Linked DNA regions of Rattus norvegicus: region 2 is linked to region 1. A link is a contact called in public Hi-C data. All regions are on one chromosome and are shown on one strand. The core of a region is the stretch at or near the end of the contact, and the rest is flanking DNA. Distances in the headings are between cores, read along the strand shown.

Region 1 (6,960 bases), core at 4,282-6,781:
CCTAGGAAGTGCAAGGCCCTCGGTTCGGTCCCCAGCTCCGAAAAAAAGAACCAAAAAAAAAAAAAAAAAAAAAGAAGCTATTTCACAAATCTTCGTGAGCAAGAGGACGTCCTGCATCCCATCAGGGATTGGGTGGGAATGGAGGCTGAGAGACAGCATTCTAGCTGGAGATAATATGACAAAACTTGGTTACTGGTTGACCGAAGAGGGTTGACTGAGGACGAGGGGTGGTGGTTGAAAGATGGTTAAATATGATCCTAAGTTTACATGACTGTGCTAGAAACACAGAAAATGAGGGCAGGAAGCTTAGGGATGAGAGACGCCTTCCCACTGTCCTGAGCCTGATCCAAAGCATATTTCTCTGGGTTCCTTAAATGTACAACAGTCTCTTAAGGTGTCAGGACATTGTGCCTGTGTTCCTCAGAGCCCCTCTCTAGTCTCTAGGTGGCTAAGGCCTTATTTTCCTCAGGAGCCTCCATGACTCTCATAATCTGGATCAGAACCCTTTTCTAGATTCTTGTTTCTCTTTTCCATATCTCTCAATGAAGGTTCTTGAGTGTCCCCTATCTTGGAAAGCCATCATTTCCCTGAGGGCAGGAGTCCTATCTGCCCTGTTTCCTGCTCTATTTTCAGTACTGAGGACAGAGCCTGGCGCACAGTAGGTACTCACACTAGACTTGGGGCACCCAAGCTGTACTTGGAAATAAGAATTCACCAACAGTTTAGACACAGGTCCACTTCTAAATGAGTGGTTTGGAACCACTGACACACAGGCCATCTGGGGCCATCTTTGATTGCCACGATGGAGCGTGTGCACACTGCAGGCATCAAGGAAGGAGAGACCAGATAAGCTACTGAACATCCTTCTAGGCCAGGGCTGTTCCCCACAGAATATTATCCAGCCCAGCGTGTCAATAGTGTTGAAGCTGAGAAAGCTGGTTGGAGAGACAGGCAAGTCAGCTGGCACAGTTAAGTTCCGATGTGGCCCAAGTGAGTAAGAGCAGAACCATAGTGACTGTCATAAGAAATACGGACTTGTGATGTGCAGCCAGGAACCACCTTGGATTGGGCTTCAGTCAAAGGGTCCAACACCTTGGGCGGTTTCCCCTTAGCTGAACTCCAGGCCATCAGCCCAGCAGGCCCAGCCTGGCGCTTGCCTCTCTCTGACTCACCCCGTTTGGACTTCTCCCACTCTTTAGTGGAAGGGTACCACTTTCTTCCCACCCCATCTGCCTCGCTGATTATTTTCAGCTTGGCTTGCAGAGGCTCAACGCTGCAATTACTCACCAACCTCAATGGCTCCTTCTGAAAATAACATTTGGGTGGAAGGAAACCTCAGTCTGGTGGGCTGGATTTTATACGAAATGGTTAAAGCATGGGTGTGGGGTGTGGGGTGTGGGGACGGGGGTGGGGGTGAGGGCAAGGGAGGAGCTTAGTGGTACAATTAAGAGAAGAATCTGGAAGAAAGTGAAGAGATGGAAGGCGTGGTAATGGTAAGGGCCGTTGCGGAGAGAAAACAGGCCTCCAGGACAGGGGTCCTTCTTCCAGAAGCTGCATGCCAAGTCTTCAAGCATGCTTTTAATTGAAGGTTCTGTTTGCTTTAATGACTTGTCCCCTCTCCTGATCTCTGAGGCCTGGGAAATCCATGTCTGCCTGGGGCCAGAAGAATTAAGTCTATGGACATACCAATCTATATCCAAGCTAGTGACCAAGTTTTCCGACCCCAAAATAGGAGACACATGGCCAACAAGATTTTTGTTCTCTTTCCAGGAGAGGATGGCATTCTGGGATATGTAGTTTCCTGTTGGAGTCACAGAAGTCCTTGCACTCACAAAGAAGCACTCAGAGAAGCAGGAATGTTAATCTTGCAGGGGTGTCTTCTCAATGAAGGAGATAAAGGCAAATACCTGCATTCTATCCAGAGAGCCAAGGGTGGATTTTGTTAACAACCTGGTGACCTTTCTGCTATCTGTGAAGGCAGGCCTCACCCACCTTTTGCTATAGAGGCAGACCTTTTCCAAATCCCCCAGCATGGTTATCTCAGACTCTTCCCCACTAGATCATTACCCCTCCTTAAGGGAGATGTCGCATGCACTTTGTGGCCTGCTGACCTCTAGGCCTTTTAGCTATAGAACCCATGCTCTTGGTCACGCATACTTTGTAAAGGAGTTTCTATGCAGTCACACCTCAAGCTTTATTGTGCACCTGGAATTGGACTGATTGTTGCCTGGAAACCTTTTAAATATGCAGACAACCGCCTGGCATCAGACTGATCCAGGTTGATAAAGTCAATCTGCACCTCGTTTTCCTTCTTATCTCTTCATGGGGTTCATTTCCATGACACCTGCAGGGACCCCATCAGTTTCTAGGCTGGGAAGTGGAATTTCTGAATGTTCCTGTGACCAATAGAGGAGAGTAGAGGAGGGGTGGAAGATCACTTACTGGGTAATGGGCTTGCTGTGCAGGCAGGAGGACCTGAGTTTGGCTCTCCAGTGCCTATGCACAAATCTGATTGAGGTAGCAGGCATTTGTGACCGCCCCCTCAGATCTAGGCGGGGTAGAAACAGACAGATCCTGTGGGCTTGCCATTCTAGCCAAATGTCAAGTTTCAGGTTCAATGAGAGAGGGGGGGGGGGGAAGGAGGGGGCAGGTGGAGAGAGAGAGGGAGAGAGAGTTGTGAAGAGCAATTGAACTGAGGCAGACACCTGATGTCAATACATGTGCATGCCTGCATATCATTCCCCTACACACACACACACACACACACACACACACACACACACACACACACACACACAGGGGGGGGGATTCTTGGGGAAAATTATGTATTTATGGGTTACTTTGGTTCAGGGAGGAAAATGAAAAAGCAATGATGGGAAAGCTTGTCCCAACCCTTGCTAGGGGAAGGGGAGGTGTGTGTAGTGACGTAGGGATTAACTGGAAGCCCCTATGTGATTTCTAAGGAGGCAGGGGCCAGGGAGAAGGAAAGGTGAGTGAGGTGAATTTTGGAAAGGGGAGTGGGAACAGCTCTACAGGTAACTTTAAAGCTTATTCCTGGAGTTTAATTTCAGATGGTTTAAACGCCTGGGTGAACTTCCAGTGGTAGCTTAGGGTCTTCCGGCCCTCCATTTCCTCACTTGCTAAGAGGGTTAAGTAGTGCTGCGGCTTCCATGGCTGTGAAGATGGCTGAGGAGGCTGTGCACTGGGGGTGTACTGAGCAGCTGATGCTTCAGGGGTGCTGCTGTGGTAAGGATGCTGGAGGCCTGGGGCTGCGTGTGTCTAGTCTGGGAGACTCCTGAGTTCAAGTCCTCAACTTTGTCATCATTTTTCATCCCTCATGTCACCAAGCAAAAGCCTGAGGGGATTTTTCAGACCCAGCACTGGTACCTGGGGAAGGAGCCTCAGACAGGCCAGAGGGTCCGTCTGTGTTCTCTGGGGGATGTCTCCATCCCTCTGGGACAGGGACGGAAGGACCTTTCCCTATTCAGGGTTCATTCTGCTCTGCTGCGTGGAGCAACATGATTTTAATGGGTGTCATTTTCCCCTGTCCCCAGATTCTGAGAGAGGCACTGGAGACGCAGTGGCAAGCCAGATCCAGGCTGTTGGTCCAGAGGGGAAGCAGCTCTTTGCAGTACTGTGGTTAGTTGCCATGATCCACACAGGTGCCAAAGCCAGGGCATGCAAGGGGTGGAGTCCTCAAAACCACCTCACTTTAGACAAAAGGAAACCCCACTGTAGTAGTGTGGTAGGCTGGGACGTGAGTACTGAGCTGGCCAGATCAAAAGTGTAGAAGAAAGTATTGCTGGGGCTGGAGAGATGGTAAGAGCAATGGCTAATCTTCCATGGATCTGGGCTCCATTCTTGGCATCTACATAGGAGCTTACAGCCATTTGGAACTCTAGTTCTAGGGAATGAGATGCCCTCTCATGCTCCAGGACACACACGTGGTGCACAGACATACATATAGACAGCACACGAGCGCACGCGCACATACCCCAAAAATAAGTTAAATTGTGTGTAGATAACTAATCTTTAAAAAGATTGAAAGGAGCTTCTACTGTGGGCATTCCTCAGTTAAGGCAACAAAAGGGCCACGTCACAGCTATTAATAGCAGAGTTAGTACAGAGCCCTGGTTCAAGTGACCCCCTCCCTCCTGAGTTCAAATCATTCCCATTATTCCCCGAACAATAGATTTTTGGAGGTCTTCATCCAGACACTGACATTTAAACTTGGCTTTGAAAGAGGGGTGGGATTTGGAGAATCTTTGAGTCCTTCCTGGATTGGGCTTTTGAAGGGAGGGTTTGGAATCACCAGACCAGTGGACTTTGTCTCTAGTTTTGTGATCTCAAGCAAATTGCTTAACTTCTCTGGGCTTCCACTTTCTTCTCTGTAAAGACGCAGAGAACTACTTCCTAGGGCATCAGGAGGCAGTAGAATGTGTACAATCCTTAGAGCAGTTCTGGAAACACTGACAAACTGAGCACCATGGCCATTATTACCTCCAGACACCCCAATGCGGTAGGTAAGACAATTTTAGCTAACAATAGCAACAACAAACATTTTTATTTGAATAGTTCTGAACTTATTTTCAGGCTATGGCTTCTCTAATGTTATCGTTTAGGGCAAGGATACATAAAAAAGGAATCGATTTAAAGTTAATTTAGAGAAACAGTTAATAAAATAAAAGTCAATTACAATCTATAACACAGGAGGGATGTGGATATGGAAGACAATCGTCTTCATCTGAATCGTCAGACATCTGAAAAACTGAACGTATAGATGTGACATGCTCCCTCCCGCAAGATAGGTGAGAGAGCGTCAGAAATCTGGAAGCTCAGAAAGGGAGGCCGACTCAAAAGCCAGCTAGCTCTTTAACTTCTCTCTCTGGGCTCCTTTGGGGCGATTCGGGCCTCTCTGATTTTTTTTTTTTTTTTTTTTTTTTGGATCACTGGGTCAGTCAGCCAATGCCTGCGGAGAACTCTAATTCAGCTCAGATCGCAGGCGCGATCTGCCAAAAGGTCTTCGCGCCTCTGGCTCCGCCTCCATCTCCGCCCCGCACATCTGGTGAAAAGATTCCCGCCGCGGGAGGGGCAGGGCACAGCCAGCGCATGCGCGTCGGCCTGGCCGGGGTGCCGCACCGCAGGCCTCCACTCCCAGAACCGCGTTGCAAACTGTTGCATCAGACAGCAAGCAGCGGGCCGTGCCGCCAAGGTTTCTAGGAAGATAGCGCGGTTTTGAGCTCCTCCTTGGTGGTTTAGGCGCGTTGGTTGCCCCTCCCTGTGTACACATGCCCGCAACACAAGCTCCTAAAACCCCAAGCTTGCAGGTCAGGGTAATATCCGAGGGATTCTGTTGCTCCTGTCCCTACGCAGGCAGGACCCGCTGAACTGTATTCGATTTACTTTCTTAACCGCAAGGACCCTGAAGGAAAGAACTGGGTTTGATTTCTCTTTCCGAGTACAAGAATGCCCCTGAGGAATTTCACACTCTGTGAAAGTGCAAAACTCATTTCCCCAGACTAAGCGCTGCAGACGTTTCCCCAAAGGGCTTGGCAAGCTCCCAGCAGGAATGCACTGGGAGAATTTCCAGCTCTGTACTCCGGGCAGCTGAACATTCAAAAGACCCTGAGCTGGGAAGCAGACCCTCTGGATGGAAACATTTCTGTAGGAAGACACTCTTTCCCAGATATATCTGCCTTACGGCATACCGCAGTGTGTTGGAGATTTGGGGCTTCAGACAGAATGCAGGACCACACATTCACACATAGGCGGCGCCTATACAGTGTCCTTGACTCGACTGGCTGTAACGCGTTTGATCTGCAGAAAAATTTGCCTCTCGCTTCTCCCTCACTCTTCCAGGTTCTAGTTCCGCTGACTTCCTCAAAGGGAAGGAAATGATACTCATCTAGAAGGGTTGGGGCAGTCTTGGGAGTGGAATGTTAAGGACACTAAGAGGTCTGGGGATGTAGCTCAGTAGGATCGCTGGCATGTACACATCTCTGACTGCCAATCCCAGCACAGAGAGGACAGATTAGGAATCCACCCCTTTCCAGAGACAGTCTGATTCTTACCTTCAATACTTTTCATTTTTTAAAAATAGGTCAAGGCCAAGATCATTCAATGATAATGGATTTTCCAGAAAGGGGGGGGGGGGAACTTGGCATTTTACCTTAAGTATTCTGTCCTTTATAGGGTGTGGATGGTGAAAGTCTATTTTGATTCAATAGTCTTGAGAGTTAACAAAAGCCCTGTGTTCTTCCTTCTCCTGAATATTGTGACTCACTTAATTCCAAGATGCAATTAAAAAAAATAACTTTATGCAGCACGTCCCAACAATCAATGCTGTTTAAAGTAGCATTTTCCTGTCAGCAGCGGAGTACTGTGTCAGTTTGGGGTTTTCATTGTAATTCGTGCTTCATAAATATGGCCCGATCTGTTTCAGTCGGAGTAGCAGTGCTTTTATGAGCCAAAGGAATGGGAGTTAGAAGCCAGCTGGAGAAGAAAGTTATTAATATCGTGGAGCAAGGCAGGAAAGTTGAAACCATGAGCCTTGGGCTCATGTTGGGGTCTCTGCTATAACCTTAGCTGATGTATGTTTCAGGTTGTCGTCACATGTCTGTGGACTGAATGATCTGACAGAAGGGAAGGCGGTACCCGGAAGGACAAAGAAGCCCAGTATTTTGCAGGAGGCACCCGAGGACAGCCTGAATTCTCTTGTGTTGAGTGAAGAGGGATAATTCTTCTGGCTCAAAAATAGCACAACAGAGACAGCCATTAGGTGACAAGTCTCATGAGATCCTTTCACTGGCTTCCCTGTCTGGAAAAGCCACCAGCTGCTAATGCTATAGTCAGGAGTCATTCTACATAACCACACCTAACGAAGTGATTCTTGATAGTCTCACCTGGATTGAATTTCCAAACAAACTTCTGGAAAAGTAAGATGCCTGAGGGATAGATCCA
Region 2 (7,174 bases), core at 3,193-5,692, 380 kb after region 1:
TGGCAGGCTGAGGCTGCCTTAACTGGGGAGAACTGGCCTTTCCCTCTGGGCTTTCTTTGAACCCTCCTCTGCACCTGCTCACTGCTCACGCACTGGAAGGCGTGATGCTGGGGCTGATCTTCACCCTTGCTCCAAGTGAAGATCACAGGGCTAAAATACAGAGCACACCCCCTGAAGGAGCAGTCACAGCCCCTACAGTTTCCGTCAGAACTCCCCCTTTTGAATAGTCCTTTCGCCAGAATCACATAAGTCCTCTGGGGCCAGGGCAGACAGAACTGGAGAAAACCAAATTGGGATTTCCAAAAAACACAGGGAAAACTATCATCAACTCCAGGAAGCGATCTCTTCAGAACAAGTGAGTTCCATATGTCCACTCAGAGAGATCTTCTCTGGGGGATAGTAATGACTGTGTTAAGAAACACTTGGTTTGGATGGGGATTTAGCTCAGCGGTAGAGCGCTTGCCTAGCAAGCGCAAGGCCCTGGGTTTGGTCCCCAGCTCCGAAAAAAAAAAAAAGAAAAAAGAAAAAAAAAAAGAAAGAAAGAAAGAAAGAAAGAAAGAAAGAAAGAAAGAAAGAAAGAAACACTTGGTTTATCTGTTAATAGAGTGGAAGGTGAGAGTGGGTGGGTAGGTTAGTGAATTCTTCCTGTCCAGACATCCTTGACCAAATTCTTCTGCTTCAAGCAAGCTTATCTAACCATAACAATATTATAAGCTGGCAAACTGGTAACAAGATATTAATAGATAGAAATTCACTTCCAAGAAATTAAGAGTTTAAGCCCCACTAAAAGGAATAATCTAATCCCACAGTCTGTAGCAGGGGCTCATATAAATAAAAATATGTTTTTTTTTCTTTTGCAGGGTGCTTAATTTTAAACAACTTGATCAAAGGTTTTACCCCTGTTGGGCAAATGGAAATGTGCTCTTGGCTTACAGAACAGTGAGGCCTCTTGCTGGAGTTACAGTGTGAATAGCTCAATAGCTCAAGGAACACAAATCTCTCCACCAGCAACTACAGATCCCACCTCCTCTTTGTGGCCTCCCAGTTCCCAGGCCACCCTCTTTGATGGTCCAGCTGTTCAGCTGCGTCCAGCTCCTAAATGACAAGAGTCCCCGTCCTATATCATTGGCTAACTTCTGAGAGAAATGACTAAGAGAGAAGACACATCTACTAACTCCCTCTGCTCTGGAAGCTCCTGGAAGATGCAGCACAGAGCCAGGGACAAAATAATTTCAACAGAGTAGGAGGAGAATCCTGGCTGACATCTAAGCTGTGACAGAGAGAAGGTAATTAAAACTGGATGGAGTAGGGGCTGGGGATTTGGCTCAGTGGTAGAGCGCTTACCTAGGAAGCGCAAGGCCCTGGGTTCGGTCCCCAGCTCCGAAAAAAAAAAAAAAAAAAAAAGAACCAAAAAACTGGATGGAGTCTCACCCATTTTTAAAATCTAAAAGCCATTCACATCTGCCTTTTGTTTTGGTTTGTGCCTGCAGAACCTCCTTTCTAGATACAGCATATTTGGGAAGGGAAGGACAGAGGAAAATGGCGAAGGATGCTAGGAAAACATCCCTGGGAGCCACAGAGCTACTGGCGGTCCACAGACTTCCTATTATCACTAAGGCAATGAGTATGGCAACCTTATTCCATGCCTACATGTGCACGCGCGCACACACACACACACACACACACACACACACACACACACACACACACACACACTCTTTTTCTTGGTTGCCTTTCTCTTTAACTAACGCTGTGGCTATTTTAATCTGATTCCATCTGCAGGGAGGGAGTCAGTGTGACAGAGGTGACAGATTCAGATCTCCCACTTCTGCCAGATGGCCCCACCCTTCTAGAGAGACAGTTCAGTGTAGGCTGCAGAAGCAGTAGGGGGCAGGGCTGTTATACTGCAGCCCCATTCCCTTAGACTACTCCCAAGTTCCGGAAGCAGCGCCGGAAGATTACACATACTGCAGTTATGCAGAAGGCAGCTGACAGGAGGGGTGGGGGCACGGGACTCCTTGATTCCAACCCTGTGCACCACATAGCATAGCATTGCTCTCAAACCCTCGGGAGCAAGGACAATGGCCAGGCTGCTGTGGCGTGCCTCCTGCCAGGCTCAGGAGCAGTTACCACATTCGATCTGTTTTGTGTTATTTCACCTTGTTCTCCTAAATGCCAAAGCTAATTAGACTTCCGGTCAATGCACTGAAGCAACACACACCCTGGGTTGCCTGACTCTCTGTAGTTCATTAGTGCAGTACTCCTGAAGCTTGGCTGAAGTAACACCCCTCCCCCACCAAAAAAAAGGCAACCCAGACCAGAGCAATTGGATCAGAAACGGGGGAGGGAGCCCAGGAAGCTTTCAAGGATCTTTAAGTGATTTCAATGTGAGGCAAATAATAAAAACACATCTGTAGTTTTTACCTCCCTCCCCCCCAACACACACACATGCCCATCTTATTTGGTTCATGGTGTTTAGGCCTCCTCCATTTATTTTTACTTGTCTTCCTCTGCTCAGATGCAGTCTCTGGAGGCTGTGCGTGCACACCTGAGCCCCGATGGTTCACTGCCATGCCCAGCAGCGGCCTACCAGCTCCAACCCCCGAAATCACCTCTTGGCATCTGCATCCCCACATGATTTGAGATGTCTGTCGCCCAAGCATCTGAGCTGCCTTGTCCCTTTTCTGCTTCATTCTCTTGAAAAAGTGCAACTACAAAAGGGTGACCCACAAAACCCCATAAAACCAAGTTCTTAGTATAGTGGAGTTCAATCAACTTCGTGAAGGAAAAAAAAAGGCTCTTTTATCTCCACTACCACAAAGGAGTAGGCAGTCATAGACAGCACTCCCCCAATCCCAGTAAAAAAAGAAACATCTTCATGACAACATAACAAATAAGACTGAGATTCTATTGACTCCAACCACATTGGCACACTGCCAAAAGGAAGGGGAGGGCAAAGTCTGAGGCCTGGTTTAATGTCCACAGTAGAGATGGTCATTCCCTGGTGTTTGTCAAATCTAACCTCCTATCTATGGAAACTGGAGCGAGGCAGAGTAATAGCACAGCCTGAAAACAGTGTGGGCTGGCTCTCCACTGTGTAAATGGGGCAGGCAGGGGCATTTAATAGATGTTCTACTAGGAATACTTGCTCTCCTAGCAAGGCAAACCCCTTTTGGAGAGGAAAGAATGGATGCTGAAAGCCACTGTCTCCTGGGAGCTACTCTGCTCATCTGTGCAACAAGGCCATAAGCAAACATCTCTCTAACAATGCAAACAAACCAAGCTACTGTAGGAGGCATTTAAAGAGTGATGGGTACATGATGTATCAAAACTTTCTTGTTTCTGAATACTGGTTACAGAGAAAATACATCAGCTACCAATTTATTAATCGTGTCACAGAATGCCGGGAAAGGGCTCAACCTCCTGGGAGTTATAAGGGGTTCTTGATATTGTGGTTTTGTTGTTCCTTACCCTTACATCAGCTCCTAAAAGTCTCATCTGTAATGGTCCAACTGTTCTCAAAAAATTATTTCATGATAACAGGAGGAAAGGCTGACGGGTGGTGCAACCCTCTTTGAATATCTTTCTAGCAAAGTTACAATACAGAAGGGATCCTCTCAGATGGGTTAAGGGCACCTCCTAGGTAAACCCACCTTCCAGCCTGGAACCGTATGGTGAAAGAGAACCTGCAAGTCGTCCTCTTAACTCTACACACTGCCATGTCATGAATGTCCTTTCCCAATAAATGTTTATAAAAAATTAATGAGTTAAGAACACAAAGTGCCACTAACCGATAATGCCCTTGAGGTCTTTTTAATACTGGCTAATGCTAAGCTAGATTCCCTAATCACCACCACCGCTGTCTGTGAAGAAAGGTTATCCGCGATGGGAAAAAGGGGGGTGGGGAGAGTCAAACCCGAGGCTTAGGGAAGCCCTTGGGGGTGGGGTTCGGCGAGGAGCTCCTGCTCTTGAACGCTTTTGTCCCCTCCTACAGCACACCCCTAAAAGCCCAGTCCCATTCTGCCAGGGACTGGCTGCAGGCCAACTTCGCGTTTCTAACGAGAGTCTCGTCAGCATAGAGGGGTCGTGACCTCTGTTCCCCAGGCCGCCCCGGAGTTCAGAGCGGGCCACACAGGGCAAAAATGCTGTGTCAGTAGCCGCAGGCTGGAGTTCCTGGGCCCGGGGGAGTCCGCTCAATGTTACCACCACGCAAGATAGGGTCCCCTCACCTCCATCGGTTGATGCCCACTGACGAGGAGGCCGCGAACCACGGGTCGAGGATGTAGACGCAGCGCACACAGCGCGCCCCGCGCACGGCAGCTAACAGCGCGGGGTTGTCGTGGAGCCGTAGTCCTTTGCGGAACCAGTGCACGGAGGACGCGCCGTCCGCGCCCATCGACTGCGCGGGGACCGTCGCTGCCACCACAGCAGCCGCCGCCATCGCCGCCCGGACTGGGTCTTGGTCTGCTGCTCCGCCCCTGGCCACACCGTCGGTCCCGCCCAGTGCCCGCCCAGCGGCCTATAATGCAGCCTCTCCCTGCCATAGCTCCACCCCAAGGAGCCTGAATCGTCTCTGTGATTGGGTGACACCGGGTGGGTCCCTCCCTCTGTTCCATTGGTCGGCAGCGCCGACGCAGGCCCCGCCCCCTCACGTTCCCACCATGTGTGGTCCGGGCTTGGTAGCCACCGGTCGGTGACGCAGGATGGCGCTGTGCCCGCCCCGCGTGGGCTGAGTCTGGAGGGACCCCGGATCTCCTACGCATTTCGCGTCTCCTACGCAAATAGGGATTGAGGTGACTCCGGCCGGTGGCTGACAGATCTGTCACCAGGCCCTTTCTTGCAGTACGTTGTACTGTTCATATTCGAGGCTGGCTGAGCAGTGATTGCCTTACACAAACTGTCCTATTTTCTATTTTCATCCCGGTTACGTTCATTCCACAAACACGAATAAAACAGATGCTTGTTAGTCTTATTCTGCAGATGAAGTAAGCTTAGGGCACTCCAGTTTGAATGGCTTGCGCAATACCATGAACCCAGTAAGATTCCGCTCTGAATCTTTCATTTTCAAAGCTTCTGCCTTTAACCCACTTCCTCGAAGAGAATCTTGGCATTTGCATGCAGAAAGGCATAAGGATGAAGGAGAAGCCCTTGTATGCGGCAGAAGTGGGTTTGGGAGAAAGGGTAAAGGTTCCAGAGGATGTGGGTTGACACAGTCATTATGTCCTCAGATGAATTTATTTCTTTTACGTTCTGTTTAGTAGACAGTGCCGTTATTTTGCACAAAACTCTTTACTGGATTTCATGTGGGAATCAGAAATGTGCAGGGTAATATTCTCTTATGTCTCCATTGGAAACCCTTTGATTCTTTGGAGATTCTAGCACAGGGCTTGCCCACGCTGTACATGGGCTAAGATGGGCTAGTTGGGATGGAGGGCTGGCGCTATCAAGCAGAGAACTGTTTCAATTTGTCCTTGTGTTGATCCCATGTGTAGACCCTTCCCCATCTTGGGAATGAGCAATGAAAGAATCTAGAATTTAACCAGCAAGTTAATAGCATTAATTGGCACCACTCTCTGACTACAGAGTCATTACAATCCTCTCATTTCCAGGGCTTTGGACATGCTGTTCCCTCACATAAATCACATGCCCCAGCCCACACCCTTGAATCTCCTGTTTTCCCTTTGACAGCTGTCATTTCCAGTTTCCTGGGCCCAAGCTCCAGGGGCTCATTTCATTTGGTTCTCCTTCTCCCCCCTCCCCCTCCTCTTCCTCCTCCTCCTCCTCTTCCTCCTCTTCCTCCTCTTCTTCTATCTCTGGTCTTAGCACATAGTACTGGGATTTCTTAGCTATTGTATGTCAGATCCATCAGACTCTAAGCCCTGGCATGCAGGGGCCTTGGCAACAGTCAGTTACATTTCCCAGGTCTAGCTCAGTACTTGGCACTGAAGGATCACATGAATCAAACATAAGAAGCTCAAACTGGCCAGCGCCTTAACGTCTATCACAGTCTCTGCCTGACTCTCTCCTTTGAGCCTCCTCTGCAAGTACTTGTTGAGTGAACTGATGTTTCCCTTTACTTTTCTTTAAACATTTGTTTTTTTTTCATTTTTTTTCTTTTTTCTTTTTTTTTTTTTTTTTCGGAGCTGGGGACTGAACCCAGGGCCTTGCGCTTGCTAGGCAAGCGCTCTACCACTGAGCTAAATCCCCAACCCCTTTTTCATTATTTTTAATCTCATGTCTGGGTACAAGTGTGTGCCCATGAAGGCATGTGTCTAATGGACTCCAGCATAGTGTTTCCGGGGGCTGAGAACTACCCGTGGGTCAGGTTCTCTGCAAGAAAAGTGCATACACACTGTTAACCTCTGAACCATCTCTCTAGGTCCCCCTTTCTTTTCCTTTGAGGTATTGTACGCCTTTCTCTTTCTTTTGTCTCCTTGGGTCCCCACAACACTGAGGGTCTGCAAGGAAGAGAACAGGGAGGGTAAGGAGGTGGTCCATTCACAAATGACTGTTCAGGGAGTAAATTCTTCTCTTCTCTAAAACTCCCATTGTGCTGTGTCTGTTGTACTGTGAGCTCTCTGCAGTCAGGGGCTGCCCTATCTTGTTTATGAAGAGGTTGAACTCAAATTCTGCTTGCTTCTCTGTGACCCTGGACAAGCTGGTCGAGTAGAATGGCAGCGGGCAGGCAGGCCCAGCTCTGGACTAATTGCAAGAACTTACGTCTGATCTACAGGTATGAGACAGAGAAGGCTAACTGACTGAGAATGGCTTTAGCTGAAACATCAAAGCCCAACCCCAGTGACACACTTCCTCCTACAGGAGCCACACCTCCTAATCCTTCCCAGACAGTTCCACCAACTGTGGACCAAGCATTCAAGTAATGGAGCCTATGGGGGCCACTCTCATTCAAACCACCACTAACAAGTAGTTCTTTTAACCTCTTAGTCACTCCAGGCTCCCTTTCTTAGTAGATACAGCAGGGGTGGTAATAGTTTCTTGGGCACAGTGAGAAGCTGTTATTCTGGAGACCAGGCCCTGCATCCAATTTTGCCTTCTTTGCAACTTCCAGGCCTTTTCTTACATATGACCTGTATTCCATAAATGACCCAGTGAATGAGACTTTTAATCATTTAAAAAAAAACCTCAAAAATTACAGCAATAATAGAAAACAAAG

Evidence for each region. A called contact is a pair of places that touch in the nucleus more often than the background predicts.
Region 2: a contact with region 1 is called in a Hi-C map of the A7r5 cell line, with 8 times the contacts expected there. The contact joins the promoter of Cry2 here to the enhancer-like site in region 1. A contact is called at or near these places in 6 of 12 Hi-C or Micro-C datasets (the A7r5 cell line, Schwann cells, frontal cortex and 3 more) and 1 of 1 datasets of contacts at active chromatin or transcription factors (oligodendrocytes).

The regions. Positions count from the first base shown.
Region 1 is chr3:98,477,375-98,484,334 of GRCr8, forward strand. No RefSeq gene overlaps it. Among named protein-coding and RNA genes, the nearest start is that of Creb3l1, 32 kb to the left of the region's middle. Within about 2 kb of position 5,532, at least 73 of the 93 cell types and tissues checked have an H3K27ac peak or open chromatin away from gene starts, as enhancers often do. A contact at or near this core is called in the A7r5 cell line, Schwann cells, hepatocytes and 1 more, where this site is marked.
Region 2 is chr3:98,855,995-98,863,168 of GRCr8, forward strand. Cry2 (cryptochrome circadian regulator 2) reads right to left here and starts at 4,443. Exons shown (of 12, transcript NM_133405.2): 1 at 4,230-4,443. The coding sequence starts at 4,441. It overlaps LOC102546693 (a long non-coding RNA gene), which reads left to right. Exons shown (of 3, transcript XR_005502283.2): 2 at 861-1,286.